Regions from separate parts of the Mus musculus genome. Here region 2 is linked to region 1. Evidence: chromatin contacts called from public capture Hi-C data. All regions are on one chromosome and are shown on one strand. The core of a region is the stretch at or near the end of the contact, and the rest is flanking DNA. Distances in the headings are between cores, read along the strand shown. Region 1 holds the start of Zswim1 (zinc finger SWIM-type containing 1). Region 2 holds the start of Slc35c2 (solute carrier family 35, member C2).

The links. Capture Hi-C pulls out chosen DNA fragments and counts their contacts.
Region 2: a contact with region 1 is called in a capture Hi-C map of macrophages, with 2.1 times the contacts expected there. The contact joins the promoter of Slc35c2 here to the promoter of Zswim1 in region 1. A contact is called at or near these places in 6 of 39 promoter capture datasets (the C10 cell line, the HPC-7 cell line, the SN4741 cell line and 3 more), 1 of 484 Hi-C or Micro-C datasets (the G1E-ER4 cell line), 4 of 115 datasets of contacts at active chromatin or transcription factors (acute myeloid leukemia, bone marrow-derived macrophages, large pre-B cells and 1 more) and 1 of 9 other capture datasets (macrophages).

The regions. Positions count from the first base shown.
Region 1 is chr2:164,819,911-164,825,433 of GRCm38.p6, forward strand. Zswim1 (zinc finger SWIM-type containing 1) reads left to right here and starts at 2,776. Exons shown (of 2, transcript NM_028028.2): 1 at 2,776-3,290; 2 at 4,772-5,523. The coding sequence starts at 4,920. Zswim3 (zinc finger SWIM-type containing 3) reads left to right here. Exons shown (of 2, transcript NM_178375.2): 2 at 1-2,217. The coding sequence ends at 1,779. It also overlaps a transcript of Acot8 not described here.
Region 2 is chr2:165,286,292-165,291,471 of GRCm38.p6, forward strand. It overlaps Slc35c2 (solute carrier family 35, member C2), which reads right to left and starts at 1,547. Exons shown (of 10, transcript NM_144893.2): 1 at 1,493-1,547. Elmo2 (engulfment and cell motility 2) reads right to left here. Exons shown (of 21, transcript NM_080287.2): 21 at 1,740-4,270. The coding sequence ends at 4,070.

The DNA.
Region 1 (5,523 bases), core at 1,526-4,025:
GACTCTAATGCTTCTGGAGGAATCCCTGCTAGCAAGCCTCAGGCAATATGTCTACACAAACTCCCGCCGGTGCAGCTCAGCATCAGGAAAGACCTTGATACAGCAGAGAAGCCCTCAGTAGAGCCGTCATTTTGCCTCGATAAGATACACAAGCCCTCAAATCCAGAACAGGAGGGCATCAGTCCTTCTGATATGGCCAAGATAGCAAAAGTGATGAAGAACTTTCTTACCGTGGACGAGGGCTCAATGGCCTCCTTCAGTGTGGGCACCAGCCAAGACCTAGACCGACTCAGCTTCCAGAGCAGCAAGATGAGTGACCTGTTCGCCCGATTCCCAGAGACACTCTTGCTGCACCGGGTGGAAAACAGCCAGGGCCATATTCTGTATGCTTTCTTGGTGGAGAACAAGGAGCGAGAGAGTCGAGTGGTGCACTTCGCTGTGCTCAAGGCTGAGACAGCGCCTTCTGTGGCCAAGATGCTCAATATCTTTACAGAATTCAACTCTGATTGGCCCAAGGTCAAGATGGTCTTTGTGGACCCTTCATTCCCTCACCGAGCGATCTTACAGGAGATCTTCCCCTCTGCCCGCACTCTCCTCTCTATCTACCACACCACTCGTCTCTTGGAGAAGAAGTTACACCAGAGTTCAGTAAATGCGTCTTTTAAAAGGCTCATGAAAGAAGCTCTGCGGGAAGCTGTGTTTGTCTCTTCTGATGCAAGCCTAAAAAATCTCTGTGAGATGTCCCAAGTCCTACTAGATGAGGAACTCTTCAGTTTCCTCCAGGCCCATTGGTTCTCCTGTGAACTGCTGTGGTACATACATGTGAGGAAGGGCCTGCATGCATGTAACACCTACATGGACAGCCTAGACATAGTCACCAGCAAGGTGTCAAGCCTCTTTCGGGAACAGCGGTCTCTGCTGGACTGCATCCTTCACTTTGTGGATTACATAGACTTCTTTAATACCAAAGGTCTGAAGAGCTTGCCCACAAATGCTCCCAAGTTAAGGAGAACTCGGCTCCCAAGCACGCCTCCAAGGCCCAAGAAGCCTTTTAGAATTTGTGGTGGGGGTGACACCAGGCTCCCTGTGGAAGAGGTAGAAGAGACAAAGGCAGACTCAGCACAGTCTCAGTTGCCACAGCCCCAGGATCAGTCCTCCAAGGCTGGCATGCTAGACATCTTGCACCAGAGTGGCTCTGAACTAGCCTACAAGTTGTGTCATAATGAGTGGGAGGTGGTACAGAATTCCACCCACCTGGTAGACGAGGCCGGCTCCTCAGTGGCTGTTCAGCTGCTAGAGAACTCACACCAGGTGAGCAAAGATGGCTGTAGCTGCAGCTGCTCCTTTCAACAGTGCTACCATCTGCCATGCCGCCACATTTTGGCTCTGTTGCATACCAGCCAGCAGCCAGTAGGGGAAGCCATGGTGTGCTGCCGGTGGCAGAAGAAATACCAGCACCTCCTTGACCCCAATGGGGAGCTGCAAGACCGTGGAATCATCCCAAACACAGATCAGCCTGAAAAGCAAGGTCAGAACCACATGATTCGGGACCTAAGCAGGGAGCTGGCAAACCTGCTGATGCAGACCGAGGGGCCAGAGCTGGAGGAGCGCTGCTCCACCCTGCGCAAGATTGTGGACATCTGGGCAGACCCCTATCAGCTGCCTGAGTCCAGTCAGCAGCCAGTTGACTTCAGAGACGTGGGCTGCCTCCCTTTCCTCTGGGGAAAGCTAGAGGAAGCAGACAGCCCCCCTCTTGCTGAAGCCATGGTTCATGATTGAAGTGTTTGTACTAGTGAACCCATCTCAGAACCACCTTGGGACAGTTCAAAGTGGTGGGTCAGACTGTAGGTCAGTATTTTTATCAGTGTCTTCCTAGGTAAGGGCTAAGAAGATCTTAAAACTCGGGGGAGAGGGACTCCACTGTGACAATCCTTTGACCCTGCCTCATTTCAGCCCTACCTTTGGCGTTCTGTAGACACCTTGTTCATTGTTCAAAGCCAAAGTTATTCCATATGAAAGGGCATGCTCCTTTCTTCCCAGCCTACACAGACGAACCCTTGCCCAGGTTAGGATAAACACAATGGGCCCGGAAAGGAGCTTTGTGTCCAGAGACAGAGGGGGAGGAGGGTAGCCCTTGATTGTCAACTGTTGCTGCTCTTTAGAAAATACCTGTTACGTATTTTTATTCACACTAATAAAGTCGGTTTTTGTTTTGTTTCACGTTTGTGTTTTTTGAGACGGGGCCTCATGTAGCCCAGACTAGCGGCCTCAAAACGTTGTCATTTTAAAGGAACCATGAATGTTGTCTAATGGGGTACTTGACATTCAGAGGGTTAGTAATGCACCCCCATACTCTGCCCTCTTCCTACCAACCTATCCTACAACACAGATGGTAGCTTGTCTTGTTCATTCTGTCCTGTCAGGGACCAGGAGGAAAGACCGACCTAAATCCTAGATTTTACTGCAAGCCACTTGCTGGGACGCTGTGGGCAAATTCCTAATTTAAACTTTTTAATTTTATTTTCGAGAGAAGCCTAGCCTGGAACTTGATGTAGACCAGGCTGGCTTCTGCTTCCCCAGTGCTAGGATTAAATACGTGTGACACCACACCCAGCTGTTTAAGACTTGGTCCTACTAGGTTGCCTGAGTTAGCTTCAAATTCTTGATCCTATCTCAGACCCTGAATAACCGGAATTACAAGCCTCAGTTTCTCCACAAGGCAAAGAATGCAGGATTACATTTGCACCTTTTTCCACCATTCTGTATCTACGGAGCTTGACAGCTCGATAGCCGACAAACTAAATGTTGTCCGTATAAAACACTGCTCTTTTTTATTTTTATTTTGGCCTTTAAAAGGTGCCGCCTTTCCAGCCCCCTAGACCGAAGGGAGGCTTCGCCCTCGGGCGGCCTGTTCCGGGCTTGAACATCCTTCCACAAGCTCTCATTGGTGATTTCTGGCCGAGCCTCTGTAACCCTGGCAACAGCCCCGTCCAGGAGCTGCCAGTCCAGGATTGGTCCGTAACTCCCAAGTTCCACAGCGAGCTCCTTTGGTCTGAGTCATTGTGAAGCTGGCGTGGTGATTGGCGAGGCTGGACGTCAGTCAGTCGGAGGCGGGCCCAGTGGGAGGAATGGCTGCCGCGTCTGCCGGTGCGCGAATGGTCTCGGCCGTGGAGGCGTGAAGCCGGGTCTCAGCGACTAGTGCATTCAGCTTCCACCAGTGGAAGGTGGATTTCGGCTCCGCTGGGCTTGAACACGAACCTCAGCCTTCCGCGTCCCCCACCGGTGTTCAGGTGAGGTCAGAGGCCGCCTTCCCTTCCTGATCCATAATTTGGGACTCTATAGGATGCCATCAGGATCTGGAGCCAAAGCTCGGCTTCCAGCTGTTGTAATGATGGACAGATAGCCTATGCTTTCTACCTCAGTCTTTCATGTGTCTTTGAACCTGAGTCTTTCATCGGCGAAATGGGGACAGTGAATGGAGCCAAATGGGAAACATTTGCATAAAGCATTACATCCAATCAGGATATGTGTAGGCGCAGGAGAGGTTACACACATGCTAGCCCCCTTAAAGTGAAAGGAATTGCCGGCCAGTGGTGGCGCATGCCTCTAATCCCAGCACTTGGGAGGCAGAGGCAGGCAGATTTTAGAGTTCGAGGTCCACAGAGTGAGTTCCTGGACAGCCAGGGCTATACAGAGAAACCGTCTCGAAAAAAGCCAAAAGAAAAAAATAAATAAAGTGAAAGGAATCAAGTTTCAGAGAAGGCAATTGGCTTGCTCAATATTTCACAGCAAATTTTGAGCAGTTTTTTTTTCCTGGTATATACCAGGACCAAAGAAAAAGTTGGTAAGAATTATAAGAATTTGTGAACAGAAAGGCCATGCAAATATTTAGAATGATTTTTAAAAAAGAATTAAATGTTGACACATGCCTTATTTGCAGCACTTGGAAGCTGAGGTGAGAGGATTGCTGTGGACAAGTCAGAGCTACACAGCAGAATCCTTCTGTAGAAAAAGAAGGTCCACATGCCATATGGGTTTTTTTGTTTTGTTTTTTGAGACAGAGGGGTACTCTGTGTAACAGCCCTGGCTCGCCTAGAACTCACAGAGATCAGCCTGCTTCTGCCTCCCAAGTGCTAGGATTGGCCATGTGTTTTCAATCCTCTATACTGCCAGTGAGCTATTATGATCTCCTATTGTCTAGAATGACCTTGAACTGACCCTGCTGCCTCCACCTCCCAGGTGCTGGGATTACAGGTGTTGGTGCCACACCCAATTCCCTAGTTCTTTTGTTTGGTTGGTTCGGGATTTTTGCATGCATGAGTGTGTGGTGGTTGTTAGGGGTTTTGTTTTTGTTTTTTGTTTTTTTAAGACAGGTTCTCTCTAAATTGCCTGTGCTGGTCTTGAGCTGATCCAGTGACGCCTGGTGACGCTTCTGTCTCAGCATTTTAGGTAGCTTAGATCACAAAGGTACACCACTGCATGTGACTTCCTGCCCTTTTTAGTTCCTGGGCTGGCTTGTTATTTATCCCTCATATCCGGGGAAATCTCCCTCAGTGTCCCACTGTAGCCCATGTGCCTTGCCCTCCGCAGCATGCTCTCTGGCCTCTTTCTCATTTTTATGGTTTTTATAATCAACCAATGTGTCCTTATGTGCTTGTTGTATATCTGCCCCTGGAAGATATATAGTGTTTGATAAGTGTTGAGATATTGTCCAGATAGATAGTTAAAAACCCAGGTACCTACTCTCTTAAGTGTCTCTTCCTTTCCCTAGGCCCATCCAAAACCGTACCTAAAACTACAGTCTAGCTTCAAGCATCAAATTACGTGGCACTTGAGAAACGTAGTGCTTCCCTGACGGCCGTCGATCTTGCAGAGGAAGGATCCTAGCCTGGGCTTTAGACGCTTGCCAGCAGCACTCCATGGCCCTCACGATGCTGAATGGTCTACTCATTAAGGACTCCAGCCCACCTATGCTGCACCAGATTAGCAAGACTCCTCAGCTAGATGCCTTCAACTACCAAAGCTGCTTCATGCAAGACCTCTTTGCTCATTTCCCTGAGGTCTTATTTATCCACCGGACCTATAACCCAAGAGGCAAGGTGTTGTACACCTTCCTGGTAGATGGACCCCGGGTCCAGGTTGAGGGTCCTCTTGCCCGAGCTGTGTACTTTGCCATCCCTACCAATGAAGATGCCAGAGGCCTGGCCCAGATGTTCCAGGTGTTCAAAAAGTTTAACCCAGCATGGGAGAGAGTCAATACCATCCTGGTGGACCCCCACTTCCTCCTGCTGCCCACCCTGACCATGGAGTTCCCCACCGCTGAGGTCTTGCTCTCTGCCTTCCACATCTGCAAGTTCCTCCAGGGTAAATTCTATCAGCTGCCGTTGGAGCAGCCTGTCCAGAGGCTGCTTCTGTCCTCCCTGCAGAGCACGATGTGCTCAGCCACAGCTGGCAACCTGAGGAAGCTGTACACGCTCCTGAATAACTGCATCCCCTCCAGCAGGCTGCCGGAGCTCCACTCAC
Region 2 (5,180 bases), core at 297-2,796, 470 kb after region 1:
TCTGTGAGAAAAGCCGTCTGCGTCCCCTACAACTGAGACTCTGAGTTATCTGACTCAGTTTCTCTGGCCGTGTGGTTTGGGGGGCAGAGGGATCACTGGCACGAGGAGCAGCACTTGGCACTGGCGAATGGCAGGAGTCATTCTGTCACCTACAGCAAAGTTTCCAAATGTCAGGCCCCACTCCCTTACCTCAGTCTGTCAGGCTGTTCACCCAGGCAGTTACTCTTTCCCTGTCACCTCGCCAGAGCCCGGGTTTCTGTGGCTCTGCTCACGAAACTGACAGCTTCCTCCTCAGAGACCTAGCGGGTGCAACTTGCCACAGTCTCTGGAGTCTTCCTTCTTTCTGACTCATTCAGTAAGCACAGATGCCTGAGGGCTGCAGCCCAGCCTCTCTTTGCCGCCTTCATTCCCAGCCCACCACGACCAACCCCGTAACTCCAGCCGACAGCTCAACCTCAAGGTGCTGCAAGGAGCTACCTTAATATTCCTCGGGTCTTCATCTGACTCTCAAGTCACTTAGAAACGGCCAACCGAACAACTGTTTTCTTTGGCAGAAGGCAGTCAGCACCAGTGAAGCCATTGCTGCCTCCCTCGGCATCCCTCATCTCCTGCCTTGTCAAGTCCACCTCTAGTTATTCCTTGACCCACCCACTTCTCTTCACTTCCTCTCCCACCACCACACACTACACCACAGTTTCCGTTCACCTACTGCCTGCACTTGCCTGCAGTCCACAAGGAGCCAGAGACTGGTGGAATGGTTAGTGTGGTCAACCTGACAGAAGCTAGGGTCACCTGGGAGACGGGCCTCGGAGCATACCAGGAAGGGATTGATTCTCTTGATCAGGTTAACCGATGTGAGGAGACCCAGGTAGCTGTGGGCAGGAACTCCTGGCCTCCATAAAGAAGGGAGAGTGCACTAGCAGGCACTGATGGCTCTCAAGATTCTATACTTCAGAACTGTGGAAACGACGTGGCCAGCTGCTTCAAGCACTTACTGCCCTGACTTCCTCACGACGGACAGCACCAAGAACTATGGGGGAAATAAGCTCTTTCTTTCTTTCTTTCTTCCTTCCTTCCTTAAGTTGCATCAGGGAAAGAAACTAAGACTGCCGGTCCCAACAGACCGGAGACCCCGGGGCTGGGTCCGCAAGTTCTCCCTGGATCCTGCCTGCCAGCTGCAACGCCACGTACAGCCGTGTGCCCGGAACATCAGCCGGCGTCCTCCTCGGCAAGGCAACCTGATGCTCTCTGCTCTGGTCCCCTTCCCCAGGACCCCCATTGCGCGTGGCACTTAACACCGCGTGACGACTGTGTTTGCTCACGTGTCCCTGCCGCGCCTGCTCGGCAGTATCCACCTGGTTCCCCCCATCCCCAAGACCCGGCCCCTCGTACGTGCTCGGCGAATGCCAGGCGAACGGGCCCAGAGCCACTGGAAAGCTGGGGAAACTGAGGCCGGGCGAGAAGGCAGGGGACCGCCCACACGCCCACTTACCTCCGCCCAGGCTCTCGCCGGGAGCCTCCTGCCGGAAGCTCGAGGTGGGCACTGTGCCTCAGGAGGCGAGACTTCCGCCGGAAGTCGGTGGGGTGGGCGGAGCCAGAGCATCTCTAAGGCGGCTACAGCAAGCTTCCCAACACGGTCCCTCTGTACCTTTCCCTTAAACGGGCACCAGGAACGAATCACAGCTACTAATAACTCTGTACAGGGCTTATTTCTTCAGGGACTTCAAGCAGCAGGGAAATGACATGACAACCATTAAATTTTATTAGTAAAACGTCCTGGCAAAGTGATAATGGACACTTTGTGACATTGCGTATGCCTATAAATTTGTGAGAATTATTCAATAGGCTGAGTACGTGAAGTTCATCGCAGAGGAAATGGAACCCAAAAGGAAGGGGGTAAGAAGGATCTAGTCTTACCGGGAGCCCAGGGAAGCAGGTTACAGTGGCCGCAGAACACCAATTTAGCACACCTGGATTTGACTCATTTCAGGTACAGAGTATGTGGGCAAGATAACCTCTAAGCCATGCAAGCTAGGGCTGCAGACCCGAGCTGGCCCAGTTCTCGGCGTCTGCTCATCCGGGCTCTACTAGGACTGGCTGCAAACAGGAATCCTTGCACATGACTTGGCTGGGCTCCTGGCTCCTAGCAGAAGGCTCAAGGCCAGCGTGTAAGCTGTGCTTTGTGCACACTGCTGCTGTAGGCTGTTGCCAGCTGGCATCACGAAAGCATTCGTTGATTCAATGCTTCCTGAGACCTACAATGGTGCCCATCGCAGCCCAAGGTCTTGGCTTCGTTCAGCCCTCAAAGCCTGCGTTGCATGCACTTTCTATGCCTTCTGAAAGCGCCTGTCCTCACCCCCTTCTGACTGAGGCAAGGGGAAGTATCTATTTTCATCACTGCCTTCATTCAAACCTCCCAGCTACCAAGGCTGCTGATGGGAGCACCAGCTTAAAGCACCAGCTGGCAAGCTGGGCACTAACTGCAGGCAACATGCGGGGTGCGGAACATGTCTTCTTTGAAAGGCACAAGTACTCGAGCTGTTCCCTGGCTGTGTCCCTGGCAGGGGAAAAAGGGAGGATGGGTTCTTGGGGGTGTACAGTATGCCTTTCCACGTTGTACCCAGCACGACTGAGCAGAAAACGCTCTGTCCTGTAGCACAAGCTGTGAGCATCCTTAGCCAGCAGGTGTGAGTAGTTTGCGCATGACAAGAGCAGGAGAGATGAGGGGAGAGGGAGATGCTCTCAGAGTGGCTGGGAGCTCTCCACATGCTCCCAGGCACACTGAAATGAAGGCTGTCAGGCCGCTCCTCACCCTTGGGACAGGGAATAAGTGCAGAGGAAGAGGTGTGGATAGGAAGCAGTCTACATGAAAGAGTATTTATTGAAAACACATCACTGACAGGAAGCTCCTGGCTGCTCTCTGGTTACACTCACAGCTCATGACTGAGAGCACTACAGTTTTGTTCTTGATTTTATTTTCCCTTAAACATTCTATCCTAAGATAGGAAGATCTTATATAAATATATATACATGTCTGTATAAGTATGGCCTATAGTAAAGAAAATATATAGTACACTCTTCACTGGGTAGTACCCACCATGCCAGGCTACCAGTACTGAATACCACCATGGTAACATGCGTCCAAGGAAAGAGGCTGTGCGCGTGGGCTTCCAGTGCTGCAGCACCAATGAAGGCCGTGGCACAGCTGTGGCCCCAGCCGCTGTGAAATCATGGCTAATGGCACAAACCACAGCGCCAGGAAGGGGAGAAAGGGAAGGCAACACCCCTGTCTGAGGCAGGAGGGAAGCAAACGGAGGGGCCTGTAACTGAGGGGGCATGGGAATATTGTGCCTCAGCAAGGAAGAGAGAGGACTGGAGGGGTAGGGGGAGCCAGAGGCCTCAGCCTGCCTTTCCCTGCAGTGTTCATTCCTAAAGCCTAAGAGAGCAGGACTCAGGCTGGAGGCCTCTGCCTGGCCAGGATGAGGCTGAGGGCTTGGGGCAAAATTACTACCTGTCCTGATACCTGCAAGGACAAGAGAGACGGGTGTCTCTAGAGACTAGACATGGTAGGGCCAAACCCCAGAGGCAGCAGCATGAGGCACAGGACGAGGCTGGGATGAGCCCTCAGAGACCTATTAAGCAGGAGCTCAAGGCCTGTTCTTGCCTGAGCCACCTGAAGACAGTCACTCCGAGGCTCTCACCGAGCTCCCCAGGCCTCTTGCCCCCATGGTCAGCCTTTCATGGACCAGCTTTGGCCCACATGGGCTCTCCAACAAACCAGAGAGGAGACTTGAAAGGAAAGGGGATGGCTGTCAGTAGGTCCAGTACCAGATGCAGATGTGACGCAGAGCGGGAGGCAGGAGCCTCATGAGTTCACCCCTCCAAGCCCGACCCAGGCTCTGTGGTGCTGAGGAGGGCAGCATGCCCTGACTTCATGACTCCTGGTGGATGGGACAGAGAGAAGCTCTGGGTCCCACTGGCTCTGAGGAGTAGTTACCACAATCACTACAGAGTTTGTACAAGTGGCGTGGGCTGCCAGTGTCTCTCCTGGGCCCCAGTCCCTTCCCGCTCAGCCATAGTGATAGACGAAGTCATAGCTGCTGGGCTCCTTGGGGACCGGAGGTGGCGCCTCGGGGATCTGAATGTTCTCCAAGTCCAGAAGCCGCAGCTTCATCTCCATGCTCAGCAGCGTGTCCAAGTCGCTCTTGGTTAGCTCGCTGGACATATCCTTCCCCAGGAGAGCGCTGAGTCCATCAATCCAGATGCAGTACTGTGGGCAAGTTGCAAAAGTGACACAGTGGCCCTGGGGGCTGCAGTGGGACTCACAGCAGTGCTGTTGGGTACCATTCAAAATATGCAAAACTCATGGGAGACAAGAGCAAGGGAAGCAGGAAGATGAGCATCATATCAACTGATAGTGTCTGGGGGATTCATGTGGGAATTTAAAAAATAATAGGAAATGTGATCTACAATGCAGTTCTGGAGACCAAGAGAACAGAAACCAGGACTGGAGCAGAAAACACACTCAATGAAAACACACACACTCAATGAACACACACACACTCAATGAACACACACACACTCAATGAACACATACACACTCAATGAACACACATACTCAATGAACACACACACTCAATGAACACACATACTCAATGAACACACAATGAACACACACACTCAATGAACACACACTCAATGAACACACACATATTCAATAAAAACACACATACACTCAATGAACATACTCAATGAACACACATTCAATGAGCACACACTCAACACACACACTCAATGAAACGAGCAGGAAGCACGCAGGTACTCAGAGTTGCAATTTAGTTAAAGAAGAAAACTCAGCTGGGCTTGGTGGCGCATGCCTTTAGTCCCAGCACTTGGGAGGCAGAGGCAGGCAGATTTCTGAGTTCAGCCTGGTCTACAGAGTGAGTTCCAGGACAGCCAGGGCTACACAGAGAAACCCTGTCTCGAAACAAAACAAAAACAAATACCCATGTTTTAAAGGGCAGTACAAAAGAAACTGACATACCTACATGATGAAACATGCTTATAACATCAATGCATTTAGGAGACAAAGGTAGGCTAACCTAAGCTACAGTAAGTTTTGGATTAGACCTTGTCTCAGAAAAACAAAACTTAAGGCAGAGGCTCCCAGAATGCACATG